Regions from separate parts of the Mus musculus genome. Here all the other regions are linked to region 1. A link is a contact called in public Hi-C, HiChIP or PLAC-seq and promoter capture Hi-C data. All regions are on one chromosome and are shown on one strand. Each heading gives the region's core, a stretch centred on a gene start, on an enhancer-like site or on the middle of the called end of the contact. The rest is flanking DNA. Distances are from core to core; before and after follow the strand shown.

Region 1 (3,822 bases), core at 852-3,351:
TGCCTAAAATGCAACCTATAAGAAGGGCACCCTGCCTCCAGCCCTCCCTCCAGGAGGGGCCAGGGTTGAACTCTCTAATAGGACTCCCTCAGAGCCAGACATGAGAGGTCAGCATGGGTCAGTAGTAGAAACAGACTTGAGATGTCCCAAAGGGTTGCAAGCTGTCATGACACATTGTGATCAGCTTAACCTTGCGACTGGCTGAGCTGTTGCTAAGAAGTATGAACTGAGAGTGGCTACTTGTTTTGTGCTCTAATTTCAGTTCTCTTGGGTAGCAAATGTTGGGTGAGAGCATCTTGGATCACTGCCTACTGTGCATCTTCCCCGGAGCCAAGGGCACTGTAAATGTTATCCACATCTTTTTCAGTTGTCATGGGTGACGAGGAGGAACCACAGCAGATGTAGTTCTGAGAGCTGGGGAAGTTGATGAGTTGATGATCAGCCAAGAAACAAAGAGGACAGAAGCACCTAAGAAATCAAAACTGTCCAGGCATGGTGGCACACACCTTTTAGCCCAGCACTTGGGAGGCAGAAGCAGGCGGATCTCTGTGAGTTCAAGACCAGCCTAGTCTACAAAGCGAGTTCTAAGACTGCCAGGGTAGTTAAACAGAGAAACCCTGTCTTGAAAAAAAAAATCAAATATGATCTCTCCTATAAAATATATAAAATTTGTGTTTAGAAGAAGAAATTAAGTTTTTTTTTCCTCCCTCACTTTGTAAGACCTGCAAATGTTAGAATCCCGTGGACATTTTTTATTTACACAAAGGAATTTGATGGCCTTTTCTCCTTGGTGCAGTGACCTCTTTCCCCTTCCTCCTCTACTTCTTATGCACAAATTCTTTTCAGATAACTGAGTAAGATTGTTATGTTGGACCCTAGCCAACTGAGAAAAGACAGGATTCACCTTCCTCAGAATAAAAACCAAATGCACTTCCTGTCTAGGTGTGTTCCCTCCCCTGCCCTTTCCTGCCCCAGCAAGCCTCTTGATCAAGTAAAGTTTGCCTCATCCAGACACTTAGCTGAAATGATGGTCTCTCTTAGCAATCCAAACTTTTTTTTCTAATAGGGGCAACAGTGGGGAATTCAGTGCAGACTTGTGGGTGTAAAAGCTAGGGTATTTTACTTGTTGTAAAATGACAGCTAGCTATCAGGACCGTGGATATGTTAGGTTAAACACTGGACCACAGCACCTACTATACTTCATCTAGGTATATATATGACCACGGTAATTATTTCTGTTCTTCTATTTCTGCATCTGCACAAAGAAATAGTAGTGCCAGCTTTCAGGTAGTTGTGAACGTATTTAAAGAGTGCAGCACTATTACATCTAATTCATTCTACTTACTGGATCTACTATTAGTAATGCTGACAATATTTAATGCTAAGGCGAAAATCCACACATGCAAAAAAGACTTAACAGCAGTTTTTATTTTCTTCTTGTTATTTTACGAGTTCGTAAAATGAATCTGCATTGCTATTAATCAGGCAGAAGGGTACAAACTTTTGAACAGAAGTTTGATTAGTAGGCAGGTTAGAGAGCTTGAGAGGGTATAGGCACTTGCCACTGAGCTGGAGGATACGTGTTCGATCCCACCACTTACATCACAGGAGAGACCAGTGTGTCCCAAGTAGTCCTCTGACCTCCACATATGTGCTGTCGCACGCTCCACCGCCCCTCCCTGCCACACAAAAAGTAAAAATTAATTTTGTCAAAACAATAAGATTAACCCATTGTTAACCAAATCTCCCAGATCACATTATTTAAGGGGATCGTGGGAATGGAGCGACTGTCAAAAGCACAGGCTGCCAGGCATAAATACAGAGCTGCTGAATCACAGTCGTTAAAGGATACACTCGTAATCTTTTAATCAGTTCTGCAGGTGACCCGGAGGTCTGATTTGGGAGGGCTGCCGTGACTGGGTAGGTTCTGAGCCTACAATGCCCAAGCTGTCCCGCAAACTAGCGCGAGCGAGCCAACAGCCTGCCGGGAGTTGTAGTTTCTAACGGCCAGACACGGGCTATAAGAACATAGGTGATGGCTCCAGGAAACCAACCGTCCCACAATGCAAAGGCCGTCGGTGACGCCATTAGACGAGCGCCGGCAGCGCGGCGAGCGGGGAGCGCCTTGGTCCCCGCCGCCTCCCACCCTGCCGCCTCCGTCGCCGCCGCCTCCGTGGGCCCCTCCGTGTCTGCGCAGCTCTGCCCGCGGCTCCCGGAGGAGCAGCGGAGCGCGGGGCCCGGCGCGGGCGCGGGGTGCGGCCATGGCGGACGGTGCGGGAGCAGGCGCGGCGGGCCAGGCTTCGGGACCGTCCGGGGGCTCGAGTGGGGCCGGCGGCCCTGTCAATCCCGCTTCGCTGCCTCCGGGAGACCCGCAGCTCATCGCTCTCATAGTGGAGCAGCTCAAGAGCCGTGGGCTGTTTGACAGCTTCCGCCGGGACTGCCTGGCCGACGTGGACACTAAGGTACCTGAGCCTCGGGGGACCAAGGGGGGCGGACCATCCAGTTGCTTTGACGTGCCAGAGCCCGGAGTAAAACAAAAGGCACCTCGAGAGCCTGGCAGGGACGCGCTGCTCGGGGCACTACCGGTATCTTCTGAGTGGTGCACACCCGACACCGGAGCCCTTACCAGCTGTGATTTTTAAATCAATCAATCAATCAATCTATCTATCTATCTATCTATCTATCTATCTATCTATCTATCTATCTATCTATCTATCTATCTATCTATCTATCTATCTATCTATCTATCTATCTATCTATCTATCTATCTATCTATCTATCTATCTATCTATCTTCTGAGTGGTGCACACCCGACACTGGAGCCCTTACCAGCTGTGATTTTTAAATCAATCAATCAATCAATCTATCTATCTATCTATCTATCTATCTATCTATCTATCTATCTATTCATTTATTTATTTATTTATAGTTCTTTCGCTTTTCTGAACTTGAGGATTCTTTAATGGCTGCACACGTATACCCACTCCATACCCAAGAAACTTGTGTTTTACAACCCATGGGAAAGGTAGAGTACTTTAGAAGCTCCACCCGTTCCCTTGTTCACCTGGGAGGTGATTTTTAGCACTGGCTGGATGGGACTGCACGTTAATAGTCCCTTTCCCCAGCTGAATCATTTGCAGACTTGTTTGAGGTCAAATTGGGATAAGCTGTCGAATCAGCACCTTCTTTTTTTCCATTTAACTAATTGAAATGGAGTTAATGGCTATGTTAGATCCAGTGCCAAAGGCCAGTCTACCGTTAAACAAAATGCTAATTCACCTCATTTGGAAACTTTGGAATGTGTGTCACGGGGCAGGTATATAGTAGCCAGAACATTTCCTTTCCCATTACAAAACTTGCTTGCCAAGATTAAGGTGTGGAGCTAGGAGCCTCTTTGCTGACTGAGAGGGCTCCCCAGGGTAGTGGTTGCTCCTCATGCTGTCAGGGCTGTGAGTCACCAAGCAAGCTGGTCTAGTAGGCCTTAGCTGGGGCTCAGCTGTCAGCTACAGGCTGCTGGGGCCTGTCCTACGGCTTTGATGTGCGGTAAGGTCTTCCCTACATAGACATGTCTTAGGCCACAATCTGCACAGGTAGGCCATCCTTCCTGCTTCCATGTTCTCGTAGAGCGACCAGAGCCATGCAGACACTGACATGCCATTCACCAAGGATCGGGTGAAGAGGTACTATCTGCCTCCAGTTGGAGAGAAGGTCAGGGGCTCAGAACATTCCTTGTACTCACGAGGTAGTTTCCTAGTCTTGTTCTTAAGCTCTGAGGAAGAGGATTTAGACTAAGTGCCTCAGGCTCCTTTGAGGGTCACAGCT
Region 2 (3,822 bases), core at 550-3,049, 690 kb after region 1:
GCATAAAATAAATAAATAAATGTAATATATACGTATTTTTTTTCATTCTCTGAAGTTAGCATTTTCCTCTAGTATTGCTGAAGATCAAAAGCAGAAATCCTCATAAATGGGCAATCGCCCAACATTTCTAGACTTATTCCTCCATAAAGAATCAGAATGGTTGAAGTGAGAAATAGCACTAACTCAACAGATGATAGTATTTCTTAGAATGTTTGACCTCTTGGAGAGATGCATTAAACAAGTTTCTCCCCAGAAAAATGCAAATCCAAGCCAAATTTTCTACAGTTTAAGTAGTAACTGCTTCAACACTTTCAAAAGTCTGTATTTGAGTTCAGTGTTTGGAACCTTTATCTAGAGTGTGTATTTTAAAAATCCCTATAACTTAGGAGGAATTTTTTTTTTGCTTCCTTACTATTTATATCACTATAGCAACATTTAGGACATCAGCTTGCTTTTCAGTGGGGTGCCAATCAAAGACAAAAAACAAAGCTCTGTTCTTTTTGGGGGGAGGGAGTGTATATATATCACTTAATTTTCAATTTTTGAGAAATTCAAATACATAAAATATTATAATCTTAAGAATACAAAGAACACAACCCAAAGGAAGACTAAGAAAATATGTTTCCCAATAGTCAACAGTGGTTCTACATATTTTCCCACTAGTGTTTTTATCTAAAATTTAAGGTGTCCTGCCATAGTTCTGCAAGAATAGAACTGTCTGATGGGGAGGCAATGAAAATACTTAAGAGTTAAGAAGGAAATCCAGGAAAAACAATACATTTTAAACTAAATATAAGAATTCTCCTCAACCATCCAAATTAAGTGTTCAGTAAAGAATATTCATTATCCTCAAAGTTTCTTATTAAACAAAACAGCAGCCATTCACCTGAGAAAAGAAAAGGATTCTATAAGCAGCACTGTAAAAGCCACTGGTGAAGTAATGTAATGGGAGAGTGCACCTGCTCGTCTCTGAGCCTCCGAGATTAAGACTGAACAAACTGTTCTTTGAAGTTTAAATAAGTGGTAGGTTTCAAAAGTGAGAAAAATGGCTGAGGTGCCTACTTAACATCATAATAGGCACTGACTGCCAAGTTCTTCCTGCATCCTTCGGTCCTGATCTATTTCAGGACCCTCCTGCTGGCATACCCCAACCCCTACTCTAAACTTTTCCATCCCTAGGGCTGGGCTGACCTTCTAGCAGCAGCCCTTTCCTATATAATCCAACCAAATCCCTTTTGAGCCTCCAGGCTGCTGCACCTAGTCCCTCTCTCTCATCTTTCTTTCCCTCCCTCTTCTCACATGGCACAGCTCAGTTTGGTCCTGCCCACTGTGAACTGTTCCAGATGTCTCTTACTGTATAAAAACCTCTCTCCTTCATCATGCTTAAACAGTCCCGTTCTTCCCCCCCTCCCCCCAATCTGATAAGCAACTTCCATTAGAATCCAGTTGCTTTTTCACACACATAAAACTACTGTTTTGCTTCTATTTAAAAGCAAAGGACACAGGACTTGGTCATACAGATATTATACTTCCGGGATCTGCCACTCTGGCTGCTGTTTGATGTGGGCAGCTAGCCAATTTTCAAAGCACAACAAAATGACTACGTGCTAATTGTGGTGCCCTATAAGACAGGAGTCCTGCCTTTTCTCCTCTTTCAATTCTCACTAGAAAAAAAGGTGGGAGGGGTGCTGCTCCAACTCGAGAGTCGTAAAACTCTAAAGAATTGTGGGTAATGTAGTCCCCTGCCTCCCATTCCCTACCCCCACCCCTCCCGCACCATAGAAGCTCTGAAAACCCAGTGTGCTTTGCGCCGCACATCAGGCGAAGCCAGAGCGCCTGGCACTGCCCCAGCAGCCGGTTACTCCCCTCGGTAGCAGTCTCGTTCTGAAGTCCGAGTGCCGGTCAGGGTCCAGAAAGATGTGGGTGTTTGGTTATGGGTCCCTCATCTGGAAGGTGGACTTCCCCTACCAGGACAAGCTGGTTGGTTACATCACAAACTACAGTCGGCGCTTCTGGCAAGGTAGCACGGACCACCGCGGGGTCCCAGGCAAGGTAAGGAGCCAGCGCCTCATGCCCACCTACCCAGCAGAGCACTGGAACAGGATAAAGCTCTCAACTTCATTGGCCACCTGCCCTTGCCTCTCTCAAGAAGTGGATATCCTTAGGCCGCTTCAGAAGCCAGTAATTAGTTTCTAAAGCAGAAAGCACGGGCACAGGGAGCTCGCCCAAGGCTGAAGTGGCCAGGACAGCACCCTTATCTTGGCAACCTCTGCCACCCCACAAAATAATAAAGTTGAATTTTCATGTCACCACATGGTCAGTGTGTAAATTCGTTGATATGTCTATATTATGCCAGGTTTTTACTGGTCTGAATTTATATGTGCCTGTAAATTTCCAATTTATGTTTCCAATGTTTTAGTTTTAAAATGCCTAAGATCATGAAAGAACTAGTTTCCAGTCATTCCAATTTTTATGCCCATGGTGATTTTTTGATTGAGAGGTATAAGCAAAGTTATGTGAGGTTTGCAGTTCGTTCTGAGTAATGAATTGAAAATCTCCATTATTTGAATGTTCCTTCTCCATAGTTCTCTTGAATTATTAATGTAAATACAAATCATTGGATCTGTTTTTCAGTTCGGTCATATAAAGCATTCAGCTCTCCAGGGGTTCAGAGTGTTAGAAGCAGCTCACTATTTGCCTTGGCTACAAAAAAAAAAAAAAAAAAAAAAAAAAAATCTGTGGAAAAAAAAAGTTAAACAAGTATGAACTAGTAACTTGTTTGGTTAATATCTAACCTTTGGTTTTGAATGTTCCTGTGTTCTCCAACATACTCTTAAAATTAGCCTAGTCTGCTGGTACAAAATTGTAATCCAAAAGAATATCACAAGTTCAATACTGGCCTGGACCTCAAGCTCAGAAACAAGTCTGGGAATATAGCTTAGTAGTAGAGTTCTTACCTAGTGCATGCAAGGCCCTGCCCGAGTTCAATTCCCAGCACCATTTTTAAAAAATACTCTAAAGCATAATATTCTGAAATACTGGAAACCAAGTATCAGAAGAGATTTTAGGAAAGGGAAAGATCACAGTGTGTACCTGCTCAAAAGATACAGGCTTTAAATCAGGAAGAGCATCTGAGGTAGAACCATTCTAACTACAGTTTGTCAATTTAGAATTAAGGTAGACTTTCCTGGCCTGGTGGAACCCAAACAGAGGCCAATGTTTATTTACATCAACAGAAACACCATAACCAAAGAATTACCAAGACTACTATAAAACAATATTTAAAATATTAAAGAATTAAAATAAATAAAATGCCTTTTAGGTATATATATGTATGTATGTATATGTATGTATGTATGTATATATATATATATATACCTTAAACTAGCTTTTCATTTTAATAACCAAACATTAAGCAGGCAGGTATGTGGTTATGACTGCATATTTTACAACATAGGCTCAATCAAAGGGTATCTTTCTTACATAGCACATTAAGATATGTGTACTGTCACGCAGACTGCTGGTAAAAAAAAAAATTGTCTAATCAATACAATATTTCTTTAAAAGTCCATGGTTTGTTTTCAGATTTTGTTGTTGTGATGGTTTTGTTTTGTGGTGGTGCTGTTTGTGTATATCAGTTTTAAAAAGTAGGATCAGAGACCCCAGCATAACCGTACACATCTTTAATGCCAGCACTTGGGAGGCAGATGCATGTGAATCTCTGAATTGAGGCCAGAGCTACATAGTTAAGACCCTGTCTTTGGGAAGATGGGGTCAATGGTTCTTTAAAAGGAAAAGATAACTTTTTAAAATTACATTTTT
Region 3 (3,822 bases), core at 460-2,959, 680 kb before region 1:
CTCAAAGCCACAAAAGTCTGAGCTGATTCCCAGGTTTTGGGAGCGTTCTGTCCAGGGCCTCTGTGGGTGTGTGGGATGTGGAAAGGGGCGTGGTCTGACGGGCCAACGTCTTTGGTCCAACAGGCCTGCTCTGCTCCTTACTGTTAGCTGCCCCATCCTTGAAACAGACTTGAGAAGACCACCACTAAACATGTGTGACACCACAAGGGAGTAGAAGGTGACACCCAGTCCTTGGTGGTTCTATCTATTCTGGTTTGTCGGATCTGGTGGAAGGCGGCATGGAGGAGAATTTCAGACTTCCTCCAGTTGGTGTGTTGCTGAAAACTGTCCCATACCCAAGAGGCAACTCAACAGGCTTCAACAAGAAACCAAGACTTGGCAGCATTTGAAATAGTTAAGGGGGGGGGGGGGGGGAAAGGGAGTGGGGGTGGGGAAACCAAGACAATTTAGCTGAGCTCTGAAGCAGGGAAAACTTAGCTCTATTTAAAGATACCACAGGTCCAGGAAGCAGCCCCCCGCTGGCTGGCCCAGGGCTGAGTTACTGAAGGCCTAGACTATAACAATACACTGGAACACAGCACACCCTTTCTTGTAGAGTACAGTGGATACCCGGCCATCTCCTTTCAGAATTTTATGGGCGACTCAGGGAAGGCATGTATAGCTGTCTGCTTTGTAAGAATGGATCTCTTAAACAAATAGATCCAAAGGGGCTTCCAGGGAGGCCCCTGGCCAGCCTTTCTCCAGCCAACGCCCTCTCTAGTCATTGTTCCTCACTTCTTTGTTAGGATTTTTTTTTCCCTCCCTCTTGCTTTTTTCTTTCCTGGTTAACTTCTTCAGGACTGGCACAGCCACAGGGAAGCCAGTCCCCCTCACACCTGGAGTGAAGTCCCCAGGGCCTCCTCTAAATCCACTGTCCTACTACCCAGAACCTCTGAGGTGGAACCAAGGCCACCTCAACCTCCAACAAAGTCCCCAAGCAGCCTGAGAGGCCACTTCCCACTTGAGGGTCACCGTGGGCCCCAGGCCCATCGTCCACGTTTGAGAATCCTCAGCCTTTGAGTCTCAGCGTTCCCATCTGCAAAATGATGCCAGGGACCCATTTCCTCCACACCTTAGCAGCTCCAAACAAAATTCTCCTGTCACAGAGGGGGGTTACTCCTGGGGAAACTTTCCCACATTGTTAAGCGGAAGTTACAGGGAAGGGGCGCTCAAATGACCCATGCACAGAAGGATGAAGGGCTAGGTTCGCTAATCCTATGAGGCTGGGCGCCTCTGGGTAGGAGGGTGGCCTGAGACCCACGGCTCCGTGGGTTTCTCTCCTGGTTTCTGTCTTAGTCTGCAGCAGCGGCTGGGGCCAGACTTTTGTACGGGTGGGCAAGGCGAGAGCTCGCGAGGAGATGGCGAGGACCAAGGGGCGAGCGGGGAGATGGCGGGGAAGGCACAGGGACCAAGGGCTCGTGGGGAGACAGACAGCAGGGAGGGCGCGGGGACCCGGGGCGCGTGGGGAGACGGCGGTGAGGGCGCGGGGCACAAGTTCTGCGCGGGGCTGGGATCGCCGCGTGGCGCGGACGCCGACTCACATAATGCTTGTTGGGCACGCGCCGCTTCTGCACGTCCAGCACCTTCACCTCCACGATACTGCGCCGCGGCGGCATGGCCGTTCTCCGCGCCCAGCGCCGTGCGGGCCGGGCCGGGCCAAAGCGATCCTTGCCGCCGAGCACTTGCCGCCGCCGCCACCGCCCTCCGCGCCCCGCCCCTGCCCGCCTCCACGCCGCCCGCCCACCCTGCTTAAAGGGCCCTCCCGGCCCGGCCCGGCCACGTCCGCCCGCGGGCCTTTGTCCCCGCGCCCGGCGGGACGGCGCGCTCCGCCCCCCGCGCCCGGGCCTGGCGACTCTAAACCCAGGCACCCAAGCATCTTGCTCGAGCTCTCCATTCCCGTTAAGGGCTCAGGGAGGTTGCCCATCCCCCTCGGTGTGTGAGAACCGCTGGCGTGCCAGTCGCTATAAATCCGATCGCTTGCCCCCAGGGCTGGGGGCGGGGGCTGGGGGTCAGGGAGAGGTGGTCACTAGGTCTCTTGGGTTTACTGTCTATGACAGGGAGAGGAAAAACTGCAAAAATGGCCTGGCAGCCCTGCACAGGGCTGCGAAGGTGAAAGAGAGCAGGGATGCTGGGTAGGTAGCAAGCCCCTGACCCCGTGGGGGACTGAGTCCACACCTGGCCCTGTGCCCTGTCATTATCACGGATGCTCACTTAAAATCTCACAACACCTGGGAGTTGGGGGTCAGGAGGGGATGGTTAATCGCCTTTTACAGAGGACCTGAGGACAGCCTCTAGATTCATGGAGCAGGTGGGTCCAACCCATGGTTGCCCCACACTAAGCAAAGCAAAGCTACAAGTGGCTCCACATCTCTTTTCTCTAGCTCATCCTAGCATTGGCTGGGCGCTCAGTAACTAACAGATGCTGGCTGAATGAATGGATGGATGGATGGATGGATGGATGGACACACATAACACCATGGATAGGAAGTTCAGACTGCAGGTAGTGGTTTCTCAGCCACGAAGCAGGGGTTCCCCTTCAGGCACCTCCCCACCCATAGATCAGTCGAGGAATTTCTTAAGGGAGAGTTCTCGTCAGTCCAGGCAGGCCTTGCAGACTACTTTATTTTGAATCCCTCTGGAAACCCCTCTATTGCCTTTTTGGCTTCTTTGTCCGTGCTTTCTGCTGTTCTGGCCTTGAAGGCTGGTCTGGATGGGCTTCACTAATAGAAGGGGTTACTTGATTGGTACCAGGCCAAGGCGGGAGGATTGTCTTTACCAAAGCCAGTTTTGTACCAAAGATGGCTTTGTGCTGCCTCAGGCACAGGACTATCTTCTTGGCGCTCTTGATTAAGCTGTTCTTACTGACCCACTCGGAGATTGTGGAGAGTGGCATCCATTTGGAACCAGGGCCCTCCCTGGCCCAGTAATTCCCTCCAGTGCACCAGATCCTAAGGTGCTTCCCCAGCAGAGCTGCCACCCAAGGCACCCGCTGGTTTCTCTCATGTCCTGCACAAAGCAGAAGCACAGACTGTAGAAGTTGGATGTACCTGAATCAGCTAGCTCCTCCCACTTCCCAGTTCCCCAGCTCTGCCTGTAGCTGTAGTAATGCCATCATCTTCCCTGTCCCGTCATCCTTGCCCCCATCCTCCACCTCCCACCCTTGCCGGCTGATTTCTGAGTGTGAGTCGGATCACTCTGGGTCGCTCACAACAGTTCAGCCTTGCAGCTTTTGTCCTTGGGTGTCCGCCTCATTTTAGTTAAGCACCCACAAGGTGCATCTGCGTCCTTGCTACCTGCTTCAGAACCTCCTTCCTTTTTGTGGCTGAATACTTTTTCATTGTGTGTTTCCTAGCCCTTCCTTTTCTTTATTCATATAAATGTGGTCACTTTGGCTGTTGCCACCCTTGGGCTATTGTGACTAAGGCTGCTGGGAATGTTGACATACAGATGTCTGTTCAAAGTCCTTACTCAGTAGTTCTTTAGAGTATGTTCTGGATTGCATGGTAATTCTACCTGGATTTGCTCATTCTTTTGTGGCGCTGCATGCCTGTCTTCCTGGTGGCAATTTTGTTTACTTATTTTATATATAGGAAGGCTCTATCTCATGTACACCTGTGTGCTGGAAGCAAGCATTAGATCCCATTACAGATGGTCATGAGTCACCATGTGGTTGCTGGGAATTGAACTCCGGACCTCTGGAAGAGCAGTCCATGCTCTTAACCACTCAGCCATCTCTCCAGTCTATCAGCAGCGCACAAGAGGCCCAGCTTTTTCCAAACACTC
Region 4 (3,822 bases), core at 890-3,389, 650 kb before region 1:
AACGGGAAGAATGGGGCAGAAGGAAAGCTCTGCCCAAAGTGAGTCAGACACCCAGCAGGGCAAACACCAAATCCTGCAACTCCACTTTGGGTCCAGGGCTTGTGGTAGAAATGTCTCAGATCCATGGTCAGCCCTGTCCGATGTGCTGTCTGGGCCCAGACTCTCTCTTGGGTCCATCCCACACCCGCAGCTTTCTTTGGCAGATGCTGCATGGTTCTAGGGTCTCCACTGGAGAGTAACCGCCAAGGACTTCCTTGCGGGTGGACCCAGTGATTCTCTAGATCTGTGGTACAAGGCTTATGACTCTTGCCATCCTGCATTCTTCACACCCATAAAACCAATGCCCTGTGGATGCTGTCACCAAGTTATTCTGCCTTCTCTGGGTGGAGACCACAAATGCACTGGCTTTTGAGTGTTGGCATTGGGAAACACTTCCCAGAGTCATTCAACCAGCTTTTATATGGCGTTCTTAGTTTGGACACTTTCCTCTTAAATGAACTTGCATATTTGCAGTATGGAGTTCTCTGGGGTGGGTCTTACACCCAGGGCACCTTTCCTGTCACCCAGGGTCAGCTTCTCTTCCATGCTGCTCATCTCCTTAATAGTTACACCTGCTGTGTCACCTGCCTGTCCTTCCCTGGAACTTTAATCTTACCTGCACACCCTTTTAACCAAACTTCAAGGATGCCCCTTTTTCTCTCTCACGAGAGGCCTCAATGAGAACAGCAAGCAATGACCTCGCCACAGCCCAAATGAGCTCCCGATTGGTCTCCTGTCTGGAGATTTCTTCTGCCAGACACGGCAGCCTGTTCTCCTTAAGTTAAACCCCACTCAACTCAGGACATAGGCAGAATGCACTCAGATCCTTTGCCAAAATATATCACACAATGTCCCCTAACTCACTACCTGATAGAATGTTTCCCCCAAAGCCTTGCCGAGTCTCTACTGTCCACGTTAGTCTGTGCTTACAGTATCCCAGGGCCTTTCTAGGATAAAATTCTAAGTGCTTCCATATGCCTCCCACAAACCAGTCTAAAAGGTCTAAGAACCACATGGTCGGGTTTCTAATGCTCACTCCCCACCCCATTCCAGGTACCAATTTTCAATATTAGTCACTTTCCCGGTTGCTGAAACGACGGGCACAACCAATTTAAGGAAGGGTTTACTGTGGCTCACAATTCTAAGGGGTACAGTCCGTCATGGCAGGAAGGTACGGTGACAGAAGCGGAGGTTGTCACATCGTAGACATCCTGGGAGCAGAGAGAGCTTGCGCTCAGCCGCTTTTCTGTTTATGTAGTCCAGGACTCCAGCCCATGGAATCGTTCAGCCCACATTCACCATGGCTCTCCCATCAGATCCAGGACTGCTCATGGCTTCAGTTCAGCTTTGTCACATCTTTGTCCTTACGTGGTATAAGAATCTCCCCTGGCACTCAAGAAGCTACCCAAGGGCAGTGAGGTGCCTTCTAGTCCCACCAGAGTGCCACTGTGTCTGAACTGACCTCCAGCAATTACACAGGTGACATCAAGAGCAAAACCGTCTCCTACATCTCACAGGTCTGAGTGCGGTCCTACAAATAGACATTTAACAAGTATTTGGTTGTGCAAAGGCAAGGTGATGCTGGAGGTGGTGACGATACTGGAAAAGCCTTGCACCTACTTATAGTGGCCTGCAGGGGGCGCCCCAGAGACCTCCTGCCCGGTAGTCATAAACAGCTGAGAGTGGGCCCCAAGGTGGCGCCACTGGCTTTCTAATGAGAGGGGAGCTAAGCTTACTGTTTTCTTATATTCTAGGTCCTCCACCATGTTGCAGTGTGGCTCGAGGCTCTCAGCAGAGGCCTTCAACCCTCCCACCCTCCAGCACTGTGAGCCGAATCAAGTCTACTGCTCATCCATCTCCCAGACCCAGGAACTCTGTAGTGACAGAACGCGCACCAAGAAAGTGAAGAAAGGTGCTTTGTGGTTAACTGGTCTCATGGATGGGAAGTGCTTGCTTGAGATTGCCCGGTGTTGTCACATATGGGAAGCAGAGCTGGGCAGAGTTAAGCCAAGACGAGTGCCCTCTCCCACAGGGCAGGGCAGTGTGGGTAGGGGAGGACTGGCTGTTCCCAGCTTAGGCTTCTAACCCGTGCTTGTGAAGGAATGTCTGGTGCAGATCACCTGTTCCCTGCATGAGCTCCTGGTCTGAGAGGTGATTGACAGCTTGCTCCGTCTGAGGCTTGGTGACAGTGTCCTGGGTCCATTGTCTCAGTTTCCAGATAGTTCCAGACAAAACCAAACACAGCTGCTTTAGGGGCACACAGGAGAGAGACGGTCTGCTATTTTAAGACAGCCACTGAGTTCTTTTTCACAGCCCTGGAGCAGCAGAGCAGACCACAGGGGAGCGGGTGAGTCACAAAGGGTCAGGGAGGGCTTTGGAGGTGGAGCAGCAGAGGTCTGCCTAGGCTTATGGACAGTTCAGGGCACACCAGCACCCGTCCTTGTCAATTAGGCGATGCCTCCATGCCACTAGTGGGGAAACCGAGGCAGGGATGTTGATAAGGGGGGAGTTGTGAGGAACAAATCTTCATGTACTCAAGTGATGCCATGTGAGCCTTCTCCCCAGTTTAACTGGTCAATAAAAGGCTAGAGCCTGTGACTGGGCAGCAGGGGAGGGAGAAAGGTGGGACTGGAGGTTTAAGAGAGAGGGTTGCAGGGAGGGGGGGGCTGAGGAGGAGGAAGATGCCATGGTCCGGAACCAAGTGGCCAGGAGAAAGACCCAGTAACAGGGCATTACAGCTGGGGAATGAGCTAGTATAGCCCTAACTCTGCCCAGTCTGGGCACACGGCTCATAAATAAAATATCTGATTGTGTCTCTTTTATACAGGCTTATTAGGTTTGTAAATTATTACTTCAGACTGCTTTCCTTTGTAAGTGACAGAAGTCTCCTGTTTTGTTTGAGCTAGGGGATTATGTTGGTAAAAGAAAAGCAAATTGTAGACACATGGAATTTATACAGCAGGTATTTAAAAAAAAAGAAAACAACAACAACAACAAAAAAAAAAAAACCATGGCTGAGGAGCCTGAGTTTGAACCCCTAGAATCCATGTCCAAAGTCAGGCATGGTGGCGCCAGGTGGTGATACTCTCAGAACTGGGGAAACAGAGACTGGAAGATCCCTGGAGCTCAGACAGATAGCCTGCTCAGTGAGACTATGTTAAAACAACAACAAAAAAAAAGGTGGTGTCTGAGGAACGACACCCAGGTCTGTCCTCTGGCTTCTACATATGTAAGTGCAAACACACATGCACACACATGCATGCATGTGACCAACACACCTATGTGTATCTTTCCCCACCACCACAAGATACACAAACAAAACAAAGGGTAAACCATGGGTCTCTGATTCGGTAGGTCCATAGACATTATCAAGGTCTGGATAAGTTCTGGCAGGGGGTTAGGCTGTCACCTTCTCGAGAGGCTGGGTGGAATAGACTTGGGGTGATCTTCCAGGTTCCTCTAATCTGATAGGGTAATCATTTTATATTTACTTGTGTGTCTGTGAGCCAAGGAGCTTTAGACGAACTGGTTCTTGGTTTTGACACACTGTTCTTAAGGAAGACCCTCAGATCCTGCAGTTGCTGTGTAGGGACAACCTCGGGGAGCTACACCCCCAAATTAATAAAGTCATGGTAGCTGTTCAGGTAATTATTGCTGATCCAAAGACAGACCAGAGACCTAGGAAGGTTGGACAATATACTCATCTGGATTTCAGCTTCCCGCCTGCTTCCTACAACTGGGAGTCACGTATGTTTCCAGCATCTGTCTGGAAATCAAATGTCA
Region 5 (3,822 bases), core at 383-2,882, 600 kb before region 1:
GACTTTAGACTCAACTTCCGACCCAGTGTGATGAAGGGTCATCTCTAGCCATAGGATTCAGGACAGGGCAGAGAGTTTAAAACTATTTCTGTTGTGGGCGAGTGGCTCTTTCTTGGAGAGGAACACTCAGTGAAGAAGGCAGCTCCCAGATAGCGTCTGTGAGCTCCACCCAGCCCTTGGCCTGAGCAAGTGACGGGACAGATAAGGCCTGGCACCCATATGGTTTCCTACTCTACCTAAGGGAGACCTTGGGGGATGGGGTGCAAGGGTCCAAAGTTCCAGTTTCCAAAGGTTTACTTCTGCAGAGGGGGTCTTGAATCCACATTGTTTTACATTTGAAATGAAGCCTCTCTTCTGTAAGACTTTAACATCAGAGTCGGAAGGTATGGCCTGCAGAGCTCAGGCTGGCTCTGCTCCTTCACAACAGCTCAAATCCAGCTTCTGGCGGGGAAACTGGGGTCCCCAGTGGAGTCCACGGTGTGACCTACGTTTTGATTTCTGGAATAGCTGATGGTATTTCTTCACAATGATGTGGACACCTTGGGAGTTGAGGTGATGCATCCCAGGTTAGTTAGTCCTGGGTTCTCCTATCCAGTGCTGTCAGTATTGGGTAAGGCAGCCTCAGAGGGGAGTACAGTGGACTTCTGTAGACTGGGATCTCATCATTTCCCCCACACGCAGCATTATTACCACGTCCATTTCAGAGCTAGTGACGGTAGAAAAGATTGAACCCAGGGCCTCGTATATAATGTCAAGTGCTCACTAGCAAGCAACATCTCTTTCCCTTTTTGAGAAGGCCTCAATGAGTTGCCCTGCCTGGCTTTAACTTCCTATCCTGCTACCCTAGTCTCCCTAGTAGCTGGAAATACAGGTCTCCACCACTGAGCCTGGCTGTCACTATTAATTACATAGAAAATTATACTGTGAATACTCCTGTGAAGGTTGCTGGCAAAAAATGGGTCCAGAGATCATAGTTGGGGAAACTCTGGGCTCCTTGGTTTAGGTCTTCCTATCTCAGAGGCAACCACTGGGGTCCCAAGGCTCTGGCTAATCAAGTGGCAGAATGGCCCGGGGGAGTAAGAGGGAAAACCTGGACCACAGTCCTGCCTGGCTCAAGTGCCCCGGTCCCTATGCACTCCCGCTGGTTCCGTGGGAAGGTCCCACGACCCATCCCAGGCACCTGGTTCCATCTCTCTGTCTGCTTCCCTCCCAGCCCCTTCCTACTCCTGACCTCACACAACACTCAAATCACACATGACTGGGATAAAGGCTTGCAAAATGAGTTAAAGTCATTCCTTTCACATCACACATCCAAACCATCAAAAGGCAAACATAAGTGCAACTCTCAGACACTGGCAAATATTCAAATGGTACCTTCTCATTGAGTAATAGTTGGGGGGCGGGGAGGGGGAGGTTGAAATACGACTATTTTCTCTCTTTGTAAAGTTTGAAAACATGATTGTTATGTGATGAGCAGGCTAGTACAATCCAGACCACCGCTCCTGCCTTTCTTACAGTTTAAAGTTTATACGCTCTGGTTAAATCAAGTGTATGACTTTAAACTGCAGACAGCTTTCCCTAGCGAGCTACTAGAGTGCAGCCAAGGCGTCGCGCCGGCGCAGTCGCCTGTCCGGGCATGCGCGGGGGCTGTGGAGCGCCGCTCGGCGAAGTCTCGCGAGAGTGAGCGCCGAGGCCGAGGTGCCGGCTTCCTCCGTGTCCCTGCGGGCCCGGCGCCTGCCTTCGGCTTTTGCGGTCCCTACGCGAGTTCCTCTCAGGCGCACGCCCGGGCTCCCGCAGGATGGGGGACAATACCAGCCCCATCAGCGTGATCCTGGTGAGCTCGGGCAGCAGGGGCAATAAGCTGCTCTTCAGGTACCCCTTCCAGAGGAGCCAGGAGCACCCCGCGTCCCAGACAAGTAAGTGGCTCCTGGCGGTCACCCGCCCCGCCACGCGCAGTGCACAGTGCGGAGGAGGAGGAGGAGGAGAGGGGCCGCGGCACGACTCCTGAGTCTCCAGCCCATGAAATAAAAATGCGTAAGAATTGCCAGCTCCAGCAGTGGTGCGCATCTGGGATCCCAGCGCCCCGGACGCGGAGGCCGGGGTATTGCCATGAGCCCAAGGCCAGCCATTTCTCCAGACAAATCCAGAAAGACACCAGATTTTACAAGCACAGACACGAATTTATAAGTTATTTTAGAAAATATAAGCGACTTTAAGGTCTGAAGTTGATCTTGAACTCTGGTCCATGCCCATTGTGGATAACTGCTCACCATCTTGATAATCATCCCTCCTGTATATAAACTCTGAAAGTGTACCCACCAAAAAATAAAATACAGCATCATCCTTTCCCCGAGCCCCTCAGAGAATCTCAGGACACTCATTTGTTATTTTGTAGCATCCGCCTTGAAGGTTCTTGGAGTTATTGAGCACATAACTCCTGTCTAGTCGCAGTACACTGCTGCATGGATCAGGCATAGCCTGCCTCTGTAGGCAGTGTTCTTTAAAGCTCGCTAATATAATACAAAGGGTTTTAAGTTATAAAAACATAAAGATGGTACCAAGCTCTCAGAACCCCCTCCCTCATCCCCCTAAAGGGCAACTATCGTCACCATTTTCCAAATCTGTTTATACACAAGCAAAGCACACATTCCAAGTACAAAAGGAACTACATGGCCCATTTTTTCCCTGATATATATATATATATATATATATATATATATATATATATATATATATATATTGAAATAGACCGGATGGTCTTTTTGCTCATTTTCTTCTGTACTTTATGTCTATGTCTTAAACAGGTTCAACCTCACCCTGAGACAGGTTTCCTGTGTAGTCCTGGCTGTCCTGAAACTCACTCTGTAGACCAGGCTGGCCTTGAACTCAGAGATTTGCCTGCCTCTGCCTCCTGAGTCCTGGGACTAAAGGCCTGGGCCACCACCGCCGCCAGCCACCTTGTTCTTATTAATGACTGCAGTGAAGTCCATGAGATGAGCGTACTCTGGTTTATTCGTCCAGCCCCTGTTGAGGGCAGTAGTTTTCAGTCTTTTCAGGCTGGGCACTGGCTCTGCCAGCATGAGACCCCTAAATTCCCAGCACTTATGTAAAAAGACTGGCTTGGCTGTGGTGTGCGTAATGTCATCACTGACTGATAGAGATGGGTTGATCAAGAGCTCCCTGGCCAGCCAGCCTAGCCTGAAGGGTAAGCTGATTCCGTGAGAGACCCTGCCTCGAGACAGTAAGATACAGAGAAAGGAGGACACTTTACATTTTGCTCTGGCCTTCACCTGTGCTTGTAGGCCATGTACCCATGCCCCAATACTACCACCCAACTGAAACAAAAACCACATAAACTGTGCATGTCCGTTCTGTAAACTATTCTTTTATAGAATATTTTTAGGAACAGACCAGCCTTGAGTCATGTGGTTGAGTCTGAGGGCTCATGATCATGTTTTAAACCGATTAATTTTTAGTCTTTATTAGACTGTTGGCAGGAAGCTGTGTCTGACAGTTTTATGGTGCAAGGTGGTATTGGGAACACGCCTGTTTTTCTCTTTCCGGAGCTGTTTGGATTCACCTTTCAGAGAATTCATATCCTGTGTCTGACTTTTTCTTGAATTGTTTTTTCTTTATAGACTTGAAAGAATTATTTATATATTTAAGTTTAAAAGTAAGACTTTTGGACCAGGAGTGGTGAATGTCTTTAATCTCAGCGCTCTAGATACAGAAGCAGGCACATATTTCTGAGTCCCAGGCCAGCTTGGTTTACATAGTGACTTCCAGATTAGTCAGAGCCACATGGTAAGATCCTGTCTGAAA
Region 6 (3,822 bases), core at 898-3,397, 530 kb before region 1:
CACAGCTGTAACCATAGAAACACATAGGAGAAGAAACACGTGGGCGGCCACACACGGGTGGCTGTCCCAGCATACCCAGGCATGGTCTGAGTTTCTCACTGACTAGCTCTCTGCTAATTCCTTGCTGATGTGAAAGGTCAGGCTCAAAGAGAAGCACGGTTGTGGCTTGAATAAGAAGGTCCCCCACAGACTCAAATATTTGAATGTTTGCTCTTTAATGGAACTGTTTGGGAATGGTTAGGAGGTATGGCCTTGCTGGAGGTGGTGTGCCACTGGGGGTAAGCTTTGAGGTTTCAAAAGCCTTCAGTCTCATGCCTGTGGGGATCAGCATGTAAACTCTCAGTTTCTGCTTCAGGACATTTGCCTGCCTGCTGCCATGCTCCCTGCCATGTTGGTTCTGGACTGTAGCCCTTTGTAACCAGAAGCCCCTACAAGCATTTTCTTTTATAAGTTCCCTTGGTCGCAGTATCTCTTTATAGCAAGAGAAAGTAACTAAGACAACGGTACTTACGCATTACCTCTCCATCCATCTTGCACACACGGACAGTCATCGCCTGGCCATATTCCAGTGCAATCTGGGAGTTGACCTCTTCTAGAGTAACCTAGGGAGATGGAGATCATAAGAGCTTTCTGGTGTTAGAATGGGGCAATTCTGTGTCTGAGAGTCCTGCCCCAGTGGTCCTTTCCAAACATGCCCTTTCACTGACATGGCCCTACCCACACTGCTGGGGAGCGTCACTTGGAGACACCTGATGCCTTAATGTCTCCCTAGTTATAGATGATATATACCTACCTGTCAGTGGCCCTGATCAAAAAAGGGAACCAAGCTTGCCTACTGTTATGGTTTGCATATGCTCAGCCCAGGGTGTGGCACTATTAGAAGGTGTGGCCCAGTTACAATAGGTGTAGCTTGCTGGAGTAGGTGTGTCACTATGGGCTTGGGCTTTAAGACCCTCATCCTTGCTGCCAATATTCTGCTAGCAGCTTTCAGATGAAGATGTAGAACTCTCAGCTCCCCCTGCACCATGCCTGCCTAGATGCTGCCATGCTCTTGCCTTGATGATAATGGACTGAACCTCTGAACATGTAAGCCAGCCCCAATTAAATGTCCTTATAAGAGTCCACGTGGTCAGCCACCTCAGTGAAGTTGGAGATTAGGTTGTATTGAATAAACTTTAAAGGAAAAAAAAAAAAAAGGAGTTGCCTTGGTCACACTGTCTGTTCACAGCAGTAAAACTCTGACTAAGACACCTATTGTGTGTTAGGATTTTCAATTAACACTGGGCCTGGCGATCCTGAGAGTATTGTATCAAGAGGCTCCAGGCCTGTACCTCAGGTCCAGGGTGCAACTGACCGGCTACCTAAAACCTTTGATAACAAAATGTCTTTTGTTTGTTTTGAGGCAGAGACCCACTACTCCAGACCCTTGGCTGGCCTGGAGCTCTCAATGTATCAGGCTGGCCTCAAACTCACAGAGATTCCCTTGCCTCGGCATCCCGGGTGCTGAGATTAAAGGTCTGGCCAGACAAGAGATGTTTTAATAAAACACAGAGGGAAGTACAAATAAACTTGTGTAACTCAGTGGTAGAGCACTTATTTAGCATTCGAAAGGTTCTCAGTTTGGCTCCCAGTTCTGTGCGCACACAGACGTTAAATAAAAACACCTTTGATTGGCAAGGTTAAAGAATACATTAACTACTAAGTCACGCATACTGAAGTTTCAGGCAAAAGGAAAAGACTTGTCACACTCATCCTGAGTTCATATCTTAGTGTTTGTTTAATTCAAACTTCACGGCTCAGAGGGGCTCCTCACCCTAAGCGTTCCACTTATGCGCAGAAGCGTCTTTCTCTGGTGGGACCACCAGCGCCCATCCACACCCCAGAGCCCTGTCTCGCACCTGGATCGGAAGGTCGCAGAGCAGCGGGTCTTGCACCACCATGGCGAGACCTTCTTGGAACACGTCCACAGCCTCGGAATGGGGCAATGTCTCCTCATCATCCTCGTCGTCCTCCGGCACCTCCGGCCGATCCTCAGCCTCCGGGTCCTCCAGGACTGCCTACTACTAGACTAGTGTTGCTTTCCGGCGCTCCTCCAGCCTGCCCTGCCTTCCAGGTTGATAAGCAAAAGGCGCGTGCGCAGTGATTGTGTCCCGCCCCGACGAGATAGCTTAGCCAATGGTATACTGCGTGGCTTCAGTAGCCAATGAAATGTGCGAGTCTTCGGGAGGCTGGGAGCGTGCAGACAGCAGGTTATTGGCTGGATAGAGCAGGTCACGTTGGTGGTGCGAGCGGCGCGGGAGCTACGAGCTATTCTGTTCCCCGCTGCTGAGCTTCTCTTCGGTCTGGGCTGGTTGTCAAGGAAGGCCAGCGTTGCTATCGTTTCGCGCAAGACACCTGTCCCCGTGCACGGCATCACCCAACAAGGTGACGCTGGGAGGCGGGCGCCTCCTGCTGCCTGGGGCCTGCCGTTGCCACTCGCGTGCTGTTGCCCCAGCCAGGTCGCTTCGCAGTCACTTGAGATTATGCCATGGGCTCCATTCCAAAAAATTGCCTAAAAGGTCCACTTTAAAGTAAGGTGGAAGCCGGGCATGATGGTGCACGCCTTTAATCCCAGCGCTTGGTAGGCAGAGGCAGGCGGATCTCTGAGTTCGAGGCCAGCCTGGCCAGAGTGAGTTCCAGAACAGCCAGGGCTATACAGAGAAACCCTGTCTCAAAAATCCAACCAACCAACCAACCAAAAAACCCACCAACCCCCTCCCCGCACAAAAACCAACTCCAACTCCAACACACACACACACACAAATAGAATAAAAAGTGAAGTGAAGCTTTGGCTTGGTGGCACACACCTTTAATCTCAGCACACAGGAGGCAGAGGCAGTTGGATCTGAATCGAGAGCTAGGTCTGTATGGGAGAGCAGGGACTACAGAGGGAAGTTGTCTAAACAAAACAAATCTAGGCGGGACCTGTGGTCCTCGGAGCTGTCAAGGGCAGCCTTGCCATGCGCTGATCTCTAGTCCTCGTGTTCTTTTACACCACCAGTCCCTGTAACAACTGTTCTTATGAGGACGCTGTGTAGGCAGCACTGTGGGCTTTTTCTTTTTTCTTTGCTCCCGTCACATTCCCTGGATAGCTACTTTAATCACTTGCCTCATTTTTAAAATCCTATGTGTATGGGTCATTTTCGGCGTGTATTTCTTCTGGGCACTGAGAAACATCGTGTGAGTGCTGGGAATCAAATTTGGCCCTCTGGAAGAACAACAACCGTGTCTCTCTCTCTCTCTCTCTCTCTCTCTCTCTCTCCCTCCCTCCCTCTCTCTCTCTCTCCCTCTCCTCCCTCTCCCTCCCTCCCTCTCTCCCTCCCTCCCTCCCTCCCTCCCTCCCTCAATCATGGTTATCCTACTTAAAACTCTTATCCCCTATGCCAAGCTTGTTGTACGCACTTGGAGAAAATCCTAGCACTTGGAGAGACTGAGGCAGGAGAAAGGGTTTAAAGCCCAGGAGAGTTGCACAGCAGAGATAAAGAAGAAAGTAAGAGGAACAGGTTACATAGTGAGACCCTTTCTCAAAACAAAAATAAACAGAAAATCTACAGTATAGATTAATGTGGCCATAAGTAAGCACAATTTATTTGTCTTTGACATTTTTGTTTGAGATATCTTCTCTCAAATGAACTGTTTCAGGCAATTTTGGCTTTATCAGCTATGTCTATTAGTTTTCTGCCTTTATCAGCAGAAAAAGCAAGCCAGATCTTTCCTTTCCCATGTTTTCCTTTCTAGGCCATCACGATTTTCATGTCCTACCATTCTACCTCATACCTATAT

The links. Promoter capture Hi-C pulls out the DNA fragments that hold promoters and counts their contacts. A called contact is a pair of places that touch in the nucleus more often than the background predicts. HiChIP or PLAC-seq counts read pairs in DNA pulled down with a chosen protein or histone mark.
Region 2: a contact with region 1 is called in a promoter capture Hi-C map of hippocampal neurons, with 3 times the contacts expected there. The contact joins the promoter of Chac2 here to the promoter of Bod1 in region 1. A contact is called at or near these places in 4 of 39 promoter capture datasets (cranial neural crest, embryonic stem cells, hippocampal neurons and 1 more), 1 of 115 datasets of contacts at active chromatin or transcription factors (kidney) and 3 of 9 other capture datasets (adipose tissue, embryonic stem cells and liver).
Region 3: a promoter capture Hi-C map of embryonic stem cells shows a contact between it and region 1, with 2.6 times the contacts expected there. The contact joins the promoter of Sh3pxd2b here to the promoter of Bod1 in region 1. A contact is called at or near these places in 10 of 39 promoter capture datasets (the 3T3-L1 cell line, the C10 cell line, the HPC-7 cell line and 5 more), 1 of 115 datasets of contacts at active chromatin or transcription factors (extraembryonic endoderm stem cells) and 1 of 9 other capture datasets (embryonic stem cells).
Region 4: a Hi-C map of the G1E-ER4 cell line shows a contact between it and region 1, with 5 times the contacts expected there. The contact joins the enhancer-like site here to the promoter of Bod1 in region 1. A contact is called at or near these places in 12 of 39 promoter capture datasets (the 3T3-L1 cell line, the C10 cell line, the HPC-7 cell line and 7 more), 1 of 15 datasets of contacts at CTCF or cohesin (embryonic stem cells), 21 of 484 Hi-C or Micro-C datasets (B cells, the Ba/F3 cell line, the G1E-ER4 cell line and 8 more), 3 of 115 datasets of contacts at active chromatin or transcription factors (astrocytes, embryonic stem cells and large pre-B cells) and 2 of 9 other capture datasets (adipose tissue and embryonic stem cells).
Region 5: an H3K27ac HiChIP or PLAC-seq map of extraembryonic endoderm stem cells shows a contact between it and region 1, with 6 times the contacts expected there. The contact joins the promoter of Nprl3 here to the promoter of Bod1 in region 1. A contact is called at or near these places in 11 of 39 promoter capture datasets (the 3T3-L1 cell line, the C10 cell line, the HPC-7 cell line and 6 more), 1 of 15 datasets of contacts at CTCF or cohesin (the NIH/3T3 cell line), 3 of 484 Hi-C or Micro-C datasets (CD4 T cells, CD8 T cells and embryonic stem cells), 10 of 115 datasets of contacts at active chromatin or transcription factors (astrocytes, embryonic basal ganglia, embryonic forebrain and 6 more) and 2 of 9 other capture datasets (embryonic stem cells and liver).
Region 6: a promoter capture Hi-C map of pre-B cells shows a contact between it and region 1. The contact joins the promoter of Snrnp25 here to the promoter of Bod1 in region 1. A contact is called at or near these places in 22 of 39 promoter capture datasets (the 3T3-L1 cell line, 3T3-L1-derived adipocytes, the C10 cell line and 14 more), 7 of 484 Hi-C or Micro-C datasets (B cells, CD4 T cells, CD8 T cells and 4 more), 11 of 115 datasets of contacts at active chromatin or transcription factors (the HPC-7 cell line, T-cell acute lymphoblastic leukemia, embryonic basal ganglia and 7 more) and 5 of 9 other capture datasets (adipose tissue, embryonic stem cells, liver and 2 more).

The regions. Positions count from the first base shown.
Region 1 is chr11:31,670,141-31,673,962 of GRCm38.p6, reverse strand. Bod1 (biorientation of chromosomes in cell division 1) reads left to right here and starts at 2,101. Exons shown (of 4, transcript NM_001024919.1): 1 at 2,101-2,462. The coding sequence starts at 2,262.
Region 2 is chr11:30,984,342-30,988,163 of GRCm38.p6, reverse strand. Chac2 (ChaC, cation transport regulator 2) reads left to right here and starts at 1,799. Exons shown (of 3, transcript NM_026527.3): 1 at 1,799-2,052. The coding sequence starts at 1,918. All of the region lies in intron 1 of Asb3 (ankyrin repeat and SOCS box-containing 3), which reads right to left.
Region 3 is chr11:32,345,727-32,349,548 of GRCm38.p6, reverse strand. Sh3pxd2b (SH3 and PX domains 2B) reads right to left here and starts at 1,709. Exons shown (of 13, transcript NM_177364.4): 1 at 1,581-1,709. The coding sequence starts at 1,655.
Region 4 is chr11:32,319,253-32,323,074 of GRCm38.p6, reverse strand. No RefSeq gene overlaps it. Among named protein-coding and RNA genes, the nearest start is that of Gm46275, 16 kb to the right of the region's middle. Within about 2 kb of position 2,139, at least 18 of the 459 cell types and tissues checked have an H3K27ac peak or open chromatin away from gene starts, as enhancers often do. A contact at or near this core is called in the G1E-ER4 cell line and stem cell-derived neural stem cells, where this site is marked.
Region 5 is chr11:32,265,517-32,269,338 of GRCm38.p6, reverse strand. It overlaps Nprl3 (nitrogen permease regulator-like 3), which reads left to right and starts at 1,632. Exons shown (of 13, transcript NM_181569.3): 1 at 1,632-1,916. The coding sequence starts at 1,799. RefSeq lists enhancers at 11-393, 1-556, 3,796-3,822.
Region 6 is chr11:32,203,740-32,207,561 of GRCm38.p6, reverse strand. Snrnp25 (small nuclear ribonucleoprotein 25 (U11/U12)) reads right to left here and starts at 2,147. Exons shown (of 5, transcript NM_030093.3): 1 at 1,899-2,147; 2 at 512-602; 3 at 1-5. The coding sequence starts at 1,940. It also overlaps a transcript of Il9r not described here.